Regions from separate parts of the Drosophila melanogaster genome. Here region 2 is linked to region 1. A link is a contact called in public HiChIP or PLAC-seq data. All regions are on one chromosome and are shown on one strand. The core of a region is the stretch at or near the end of the contact, and the rest is flanking DNA. Distances in the headings are between cores, read along the strand shown. Region 1 holds the start of l(3)05822 (lethal (3) 05822). Region 2 holds the start of Vha100-2 (Vacuolar H[+] ATPase 100kD subunit 2).

Region 1 (4,304 bases), core at 835-3,334:
AACGTCTCGAGGAGGAGGCCAAAGTGGTGTTCTCCACGCCTGTGCAGACTCTACCGTATGTAGTTTGGTAAAAGCAGTAACATTTAAATGTTAAAATTTCTGTTCCTTGCAGCATTAAATCGGAATACCTCAAGTCATGTTTGGCCAAAATTCAGGAAAATCCCGTTTCATCCAAGCGAGACTTCTTGCACATTAAACTTATCATCTACATGGACGCCTTGCAGTCGCTAATTTCCCTTCGTTCGCGTCAAATGCAAAAGGCTGAGCTCTCTGGTATCACGGAGAAGATCGAGAATGATATACGCCATCGTTTTGCGGATCCCAATGTGGCAAAGAAGGGAACTCGCACCAATTTCAGCAGTGAAAAGGCACTGACACACTTTATTGTGATGGCCCTGCTCCTCAGTGAGAAGTTCGAAGTGGACATCAATGTCCTCTCCCGTGCTTTGGCCACCACCAAGGCTCGGATCAAGCAGTACGCCCACATTGTGAACGCTCTGCCAAAATCCAATTCGGACATCCTTAGCCTGCGCCTGCCCAGCAAGGTTCCGGCTCTAAAGTCGGGCCGTCGCTTCCAGCGCAAGAAGTAGGAGTATCTTCAAGGACACCGCGCCCGCCATCGATTTAACAAACCCTGGCGCGCCAATTACATTTATTGCATCCAGGTACTTCTGATTTTGTTATTTTGGGCAATGCCAGAAGGAATATTATTATTCTAAACGATAGAAGGTTTTGATAAACTAAAATAAATAAAGAAATAAGAGAAAGACCATTAAAGTTTAATTTTAACAAATGCCTGGGAATTTAAATCGATTTTAGACCAATGGCCAATTGCTGCCATGGAAACGAAAAATATTCCCACGACCCAAAAAATGATGACCCATTGAAAACAGTTTGCAATGATTAACTTATTATGCTACGGTATTATACACTTTTTATTTACGTTTTTAGATTGAAAATCAAGAATAACATTAGGCGAGTACACTGGCAACGGAATAGTTGCTTGCTAATTGCTTGGAAGTGACGACAAGGTTTTCAAGTGCTCCATAATAAATTTTGTTATTACAGCAGGATGGATGGCCGATCAAAAAAGTATGGTATTTGTGTTGTTGGTGTGTGCTGGTGTACGACGGCAATCTTGTTAGTCCCTCCCCCTTTTAAGTCATCTTCATCGCGAATTCCGGCAGTCCTGCCATTCCTCCACTCTAGACGGCCAGTCCGAAGACCGAAACGATGCAGTACATGGTCTTGTTCTCCCAGCGTACTGTGCACGATCCGTCGGTGTCGTTGTTCCAGTAGCAGGAGCTGGCGGTGTGGAGTCCAGCACCGTTCTTTTGCATGATCATGGCGGTCACAATGTACTTGTAGGGCTTCTGCTCCTTGGTGAGCACCGTCAGGCAGTTCTCCACCACCTGGCCGGTCCAGTTGTTCACCTTGTCGTGCTGGTAGGCGTTACCGCCGATGGTCGTCTCGATGGCCTCTTTAATCGTCTTGCTCACGTCGTCCACAATGAACTGGCTTTCTTCGCGTGAGTCATCCATCGTCGCAGCTTTGATTTGCTTCTAACGGCAGCTGGTCAAAAAAGTTTACGTACTGAGCTCAAGTTTGTATTGTTGTCGTTGTAAATGTGCGCGCGTTTTTGGGCTCGTCGGCGGCGTTCGAGCAGTCCAAATAATATATATCGGGATTCTATTTTTCTAAGGGATGCGGAAAGCAAAGTTTGCTTTTAATTTGGAAGTATTTTCTTGGGCACCTTGATCTGGTCAGACTGTGTTGCAATTTAACCGGAGAAACGGTTACATCGTGGGTCATTTCAGCATCTTCACACTAGAGATTTCAAGAGAAGAAACAGTTGTCTTTTATTAAAAACAAAGGTTTCGCTATCAACATTTTCCAAAGCAATTAGTCAAGGAGAGTATAATTAGATTAAGTACTTTCAAAAGGAACCAAACAAGTTAAAACCTATTATAACCATGATGCCAGTGGAAACACATCTAAGCATTTAAATTAATCGATAGAAAACAGTGCTGAAAACCGCGGGAAAATTAAACTTTTAATCGCTGGATTATTTCGACTGCAAGCCACGGTCACTCTGGCAGAATCAACATAACGGACGCGTTCGCGGCGCAATAAAAACGAAAAATAATTAAATTATTCCATAACTCTTCTGCGACACCATTGAAAAACATCGACGCATATCAAGGCCGACAAATATCGCTATTAAATGCACAGCTGAAAGCGATTCGTGCAGCACGTCGTTGAATTGAATTAAATTCGTTATGGGAAAGTGCCTTGGTGTGTGTGTGCGTGCGTATAATTAAGCAAAAGTATTTAGCAAATCGAAGGCGCACATTTCGCAATACACGCTGCGAAATAATCGGGTGATAATTGTCGCAGCTGCAGGCGCACTTCCTTCTCCATCTCCTGCTTTCTTCGTTTTTGTCTCTGCGGATACGTGCTACTACTTTTGCAGCTGCTGTTCAGCTATTTAGCGCGTGTGTGTGAGTGCGCTCCGCGGCTGCTGCTGTTGTTGTTTTTGTTGGCTCACCTCTCGTTAACCACCTTGAATGCGAGTGAACGAGCGAGAGGGGGTGAGAAGAGTGCAAAGTTGATGCCCGCGAGTGTGCGCTTGTCTCTCTGTGTGTGTATGACAACAAATTGAGTGCGACTGTGTGCGTGCGGCATTAGTCACTCTCTTTAACTTTTAACTGTTTTGGTCCACCCTCTGCGAACCAAAAAGGCAAAGACAAAAAAAAACCACTAAACCAACTTTGCGGATCGGTTTTTTTTTTTTGAATCGAAACGAATCGGATCGGAACGAATCGGAAATCACCAAAAGGTTAGTTACCCGCAATTGATATTTAACCACAACATCACCCTGACAACTGCTTGCTTTTGCAAACATACATACATATGTAACATCACTCCACCATTCTCATCAAAGTTTTGCTCAAGCTACTTACTTAATTGAAATTCCAGTCAAGGTCGCATTTGTTAATTAATTAAATGTTTGCCCGGCTGACTGCAAGTATAAGGCAAAAGGGGAAACTTGGCGACTGCACAATAGTTATTGTACAATTCAAAAAGTATTGCATAAACCGATATGCTACGTTTGTTCCGACTGTTTACTCAAGCCTCAAGCGATAAGCGGGGAGTACAGTGACATTTATGGATGGGATGGGAAACCCATTTTCTGTTTTGACTGCATAATCGCCAGCACACGAAAAACACTGTCATTGCATTTAACGAATAACTGGAATTATTAGAGAACAGCTGCCTACATAAATACCGCTTCAAATGGTCACCATTGGTCACTAAATACACTTTTTTTACGAGTCATACATTTGCAGTTTTTCTCTCTGTGTAACTCTGCACGAAGCTTCTTCTTTACCCATTAATAAAATAGAAAACCGAAGGAGTTTCGTTTTCGTTTTGTCACTTTCGGACGCAGCAGGTGGTGCATTTGCGCGCTTACCTCACTTTCCAGCTGACTGACTTTCGGGCGATCCTCACATGGTAGCCATAACCATATAACATATGCTATTCCAGCACCCTTTTTCTCTACGCCAGTGCCCAGTGATAAAAACCCTTCGCAGAGCAATCTTCATATGACAAAAACAGGAAATGTATATCACGCAATGTATATATACATATATATATATATATATTACACAATCTTTTAGAGAAGTGCAATCTTATGAAATGCCAAGCAATAAAGCGGTTTAATATGCTTACTTAAATCGTATACACCGTTTCGTTATGATAACGGCAGATGATATCAAAAAGTATCAGAATATTAAATATTATTATACGCCCAAGGGTATCATTTATACGACTGAATCTGATGCTACACGCAAATGGCACAAAAGATCCTCTTTATAGGCTTTTCAAAGTGCATTGTTTTTTAACTACTGAAATGGGCGGCAAGTGTTTTGCTTTTGCACTCAGTACTCGGATACACATTGGAGTGCACAGAAATGTGGGCGTGTTCGAAAGTACTGATGTAAGCTTTCAGCTCTGATTGTGTTCAACTTTGACCCACATTCGCCAAGTGTCCCGCCATGAAACGCACGAGTGGATTGCAGGGGTAGGAGATGGAGGAGCATTCAGTGATGAATTTCATCTGCTGCTCCCCATATATTTTACATGCAAACGTGCAATTTTCAGACCGCATTGTTTGTCTAGAATTTGTGGGTTTAGCACAAAACTACATTGTATATGCAGTATGTCTATCAATAGTTGTGTGTATGTAAATACGCTTTTAGAACGAACTGCACGAGCTGGAATGGAACGGCAGGGAGAAC
Region 2 (4,304 bases), core at 463-2,962, 100 kb before region 1:
GGCTTCGATCGCCGCGTTTTCGGCTGGTCCATCGTTCTTCCGAAGGACAATTGAAGGCAACTGAAGCGGAGAGCTGCTGCACCAAAGGAATGAGGAGGCGCAGCTCTGCGAAATCCCAAACATCTCTCGAACAAAGAAGCATCCCCAAAGCGATGCCCACATACTTACATATATGTAACCGTTTATCATAGATCAAGTATTATGCAGACATTGTTCAGGATGTTCTACTATCTCGTTGTCGCCCACTGAATGTAATTAACGTTGCTTTTTGCCAAATAGTCGTGGCATAGCGTGCTGCACGAACTACATATTATCATTGTTATAGCATACGTATGTATATGCGTTGGGACTGGGCTAAACTCTTCGGAGTGCAGAGCTTCCGATGTCCAGACCCGATTTTATCTGTGTTTTACTACCATAATACATATTATAGACGTCTAAGGCATTAACGCTTTAGCCAACATGAATAAACATAATCAACCACCCGATTCATCGCTGGGTATATCCTAAAACTGACCTTTTTGAATTGGAAGTGCATTTTAGTGGAGTATATACATTTATAAGCTTATTAACTAGGACAAAGAATTCGTAACGATTAATAGGTATATATAGTCCATCGCCTGTTTGGTGGTTACGACTTTGGAATAGAATGGCATTGGCTCACAGGTGAGCGAACTTCAGCACCAGCAAGCCGACGAGTATGCCCACCTCCAGAATGATAATCAGGATTAGGATGATCTTGTTGTAGAGCACCTCCCTGCTCAACTTCCGAATGATGACCCTCGATTTGGACAGATCCTGATCGGCGTCCTCCAGGCGGCGCGTGGTGCGTAGCAGCGACTCCCTCTGCTCGCCCAGTTCGCCGAGTACCTGTTGATGCGTAAGCGAGCATTAGTTAGCCCTGTTAATGGCTACTATCTGGGTAATTACCTCCGCCCCCATGTTCTCCGTTTCGATGGCAATCTGGTTGGATCGCTGGATACTGTCCGTCGTCCGCTGTAGCACGTCGTAGGTGCTGGCCGCGAGCTGCGCCTGCCTGCGCTCCTGGTCGCTGCCGCTGGGCAGCTGGCTATAGCCGGCGTAGGACATAATTTGGTAACAGCTTTTAATAAATTAAATGCGATGCAGTGGGAATATCAAAACAAAACAAAGGCAGAGTGTGGCCGTGGTGAGCGGTGCAGTGAAAACGCTATTTGGTAAGGTACTAACGCGTTGTGCGTGGAGCCACCTGTTAACACTTTATGCACTTTACAGCACTTAAAACAGTTGAAATTTAAAATGAAACTGTTACCAAATTAGCTTAATATTATTTTATATTCTAAATTCTAATTAAAAGTTTAAATTGTAAGAAGTGTTAGTTCAATTGGTTTTTTTTTGAGATTGGCTTCCTCACTATCAACAAGCACATCTAGTTACTGCAAAAATATCACATATTAATGGTGATTAATTGGGTGATCCTAAGAGTGATTAGGTTTTTGGAAACTGACCATTTTTTTGGTAGACACATGTAGCACTCGAGGATTTTGACTTTAGTACGGGTATTTGTCGATTTCTGATTTGCGATAACGGTCACCGATCATACATAGTTGGCATGCCCGCGCCGAGAGAGCCGCCTGAATTCACAGGGTGTGTGTGCTGAGTAACAGAGAGTGCGAGGCATTTCGAGGCGATCGCGAGATTTTCGAACCGAAGTCGCGGCAGCGAGTGCCAAATTTAAACGCAGTCGATCGCTGGCGGTGAGCAGACGTGTGCTGCGCTCCATTCAGATTCAGATTCGAATAAAGATACTCTCGCTCGGCAACAAACAAGTTCTAAATTTATCGCTCGCACTCGCGGGGAATCGAATCTGGTGTGTCTTTGACATAAAAAGCGTTTTCGGAGCTGTGAAGGTAAGCGAAAAACTCGAAAAAACTCGAAGCAACTGGAAAAACCCGGCGGGTTCGAGGTGTAAAAGCTGTGCCACGGGTTATCCACCCGTATATATCCCATATCCCCTGTAAACTAGCCATCCAAAGCACGTGCTTTGGCAGCAGGGAGTATGTGCAATTAAGCCCAATTTGAATGCACTTTGGCACGTGATGCTGGCTGCTGACAGCTACTGGTCGGAAAAGTGAGCTTACTGGGGGCTGCGGGGCACACCTGTCATGGGACCCATTGTGCAAACACCTGCCAGAAGTCGCAGCTAAAGTCAGAGCGGCAGATACGCGTAGCGCTATCTCTTTCGTAAGCCCCGAGTATCTCTGAGATACTCAGGTACGCACCTACTACGTTCGCAGTGTGTGTGTGTGTTAGTCGAACCCTTGTCATGTGAATATAATACTCTCCAGAGTATCTGTGAGTCGCGCTCTCTTTGCAAAGTCGCGAGTTTTCGAGTTTTATGCAATCATCATAATCATATGGGGGGGTTCTATCATGTGATCTTTTTCTCGGGGTCTCGGTTTCCAGAAGCCTTGCGTCCCCACAAAGATCTCCAGCTGGAACGGAAACCCTAAAAGCTGGGCTCGAGTAGTTGCGAATAGCGCACAATAAATACCAGTCGATTATGATTTATGGATCGCTCTATAAATTGTCCAATGGCACTTCCAATCGATCAATCAGTATTGCGCTGATTAGCCACAGTCGCAGACCCAGTTTATGAATGGGGAAAATCTGATCGATTCTAGAAATCTAGCAATTTCACATCTGAAGTATAGTATTTTGCCGAGTTGCACACAAGTGCTCCTGGTCGATCGTCCAGTTAATTAGCTATATAAAGCCAAAGCCCGGCCACTCGAGTCGCCGATCTCCAGTTACGTAACTCTATATGTATGGCTTATCGGGGAAGTGGTCGGCAAACACTGCAAATAATGCTGACTTTGATGGCTTATTTTTCTGTATTCAATAGTATTGCGTAAAGAGGCTATTTATAAGGAGTTGATACTAGCCGATTTATTAGCTGGCTCCTGTTTTACAGCTCTATATAATTTTGAATTCCCCCCATTAGTTCGATAATATATGAGCATAATCATCTTTGTGACGCAATGAAACGGTTTCTTCGCACAGAAGCAGTTGAAGAAAATGAATTGAACTGACAATTGGCGTTAATAAATGATGGTGCGGACTGTTTTTGTTCCTCGATCGCCTCCACTGTGGATTCACATTGAATTGGTTCGGTTATTCGTGCCAGCGAGTTCTTAATTACCCGCAGTGGAAAAAAAATGGTTTTGTCATAAAACCGAGCGCAAAGGCACCATAAAAACTAGAAGTTATATTCGTATTCGAATTAACAACAAATAGCGAACGGGAGAGCCAAAGCGCAGAGCGATAAAGAGAGAAGCAAACAAAACAGAGCGCAAATTCAACGAAACTTCGAAGTGTAGCGATATTAGCCTACTCACACATGGGCGTGCGCCCGCTCCCAACAGCAAAAAAGGGGGGTTGTCAATGTCAACCGCTCGTTCGCTCTCTCGGCGCCGCTCCCTCGCCCACTCAGCACCTCCTTCTCCACTCACCATCGAATAAATGTGATTAAGGCTCACCCACAACTCGCGTGTGAAAGCCAAGGAGCAGCTACAACAACTGAAACAACAACATTGCATCTGAAGTACAGTGCAGCTTGCTTATGTCGCTCCGCTCAGTGATAAAAGCTGAAGATTATTATTGCTCTCACAGCTATTGTTCTTATTGCAATTTGGGAAGTCTTACATTTCACCTTCTTACTTATTGTCGCAATAAGTAATTATTTTAATTAAAGACTTCTGGACATTTAGTAATAATAAAAGTTTACCTGTACATCGTGATAGGCGCACCCACACTCACGCACACAAGGCTAGATTGACCAGCAAAGCAGTGAAGAGGTGGAGAGAAGAAAGCGGGAGAGAAAAGAGAAGGCGAAGAGAGCGAACGGCACTTAGTTGTTGTTTTGAAGTCGAACTGGTTTACAGTTAGCAGTTAGCAGTTGCCTCTCAGCTGGCTCAGTGTTTTTTTAGTGTTCGAGCTGTGCGTGTGAACTGTGATATTGCGATATTGGGCTATCGCAATTGGAAACTGGACTTTTGGTTGAATTCATTATAAACGAAAGTGCGCTCGTTGAATCATTAAACAACATTTGAGCAGGCGAGTTACAATTCTATTACCGGTTTTTTTTTTAAAGCCAATCGAGTTTTGGAGGTAATTCTCGTCGGCGGAGGTAAGGGTTTCATGTGAATTTATACTAATTTATTGCATTTATTATAATTGGAAGCTTAGTTTTGTTCCTATATATTGCACAGCAGTATATCTTTAATACTATATATTAATTCTATTTTGAGTTCAGAGAGAAATAT

What was found. HiChIP or PLAC-seq counts read pairs in DNA pulled down with a chosen protein or histone mark.
Region 2: a Psq HiChIP or PLAC-seq map of the Kc167 cell line shows a contact between it and region 1, with 3 times the contacts expected there. The contact joins the promoter of Vha100-2 here to the promoter of l(3)05822 in region 1. A contact is called at or near these places in 19 of 107 Hi-C or Micro-C datasets (the Clone 8 cell line, the D17-c3 cell line, the Kc167 cell line and 8 more) and 2 of 6 datasets of contacts at active chromatin or transcription factors (the Kc167 cell line and the S2 cell line).

Annotation. Positions count from the first base shown.
Region 1 is chr3R:18,296,659-18,300,962 of dm6, reverse strand. It overlaps l(3)05822 (lethal (3) 05822), which reads left to right and starts at 2,084. Exons shown (of 4, transcript NM_143794.3): 1 at 2,084-2,839. It overlaps Dlc90F (Dynein light chain 90F), which reads right to left and starts at 1,734. Exons shown (of 1, transcript NM_058008.4): 1 at 919-1,734. The coding sequence starts at 1,541. The coding sequence ends at 1,206. Polr1E (RNA polymerase I subunit E) reads left to right here. Exons shown (of 3, transcript NM_142451.3): 2 at 1-55; 3 at 113-768. The coding sequence ends at 590.
Region 2 is chr3R:18,396,577-18,400,880 of dm6, reverse strand. It overlaps Vha100-2 (Vacuolar H[+] ATPase 100kD subunit 2), which reads left to right and starts at 1,712. Exons shown (of 6, transcript NM_142465.2): 1 at 1,712-1,889. It overlaps Vti1b (Vesicle transport through interaction with t-SNAREs 1b), which reads right to left and starts at 3,886. Exons shown (of 3, transcript NM_001275780.1): 1 at 3,378-3,886; 2 at 931-1,069; 3 at 542-870. The coding sequence starts at 942. The coding sequence ends at 661. Wdr37 (WD repeat domain 37) reads left to right here. Exons shown (of 3, transcript NM_142466.3): 3 at 1-508. The coding sequence ends at 54.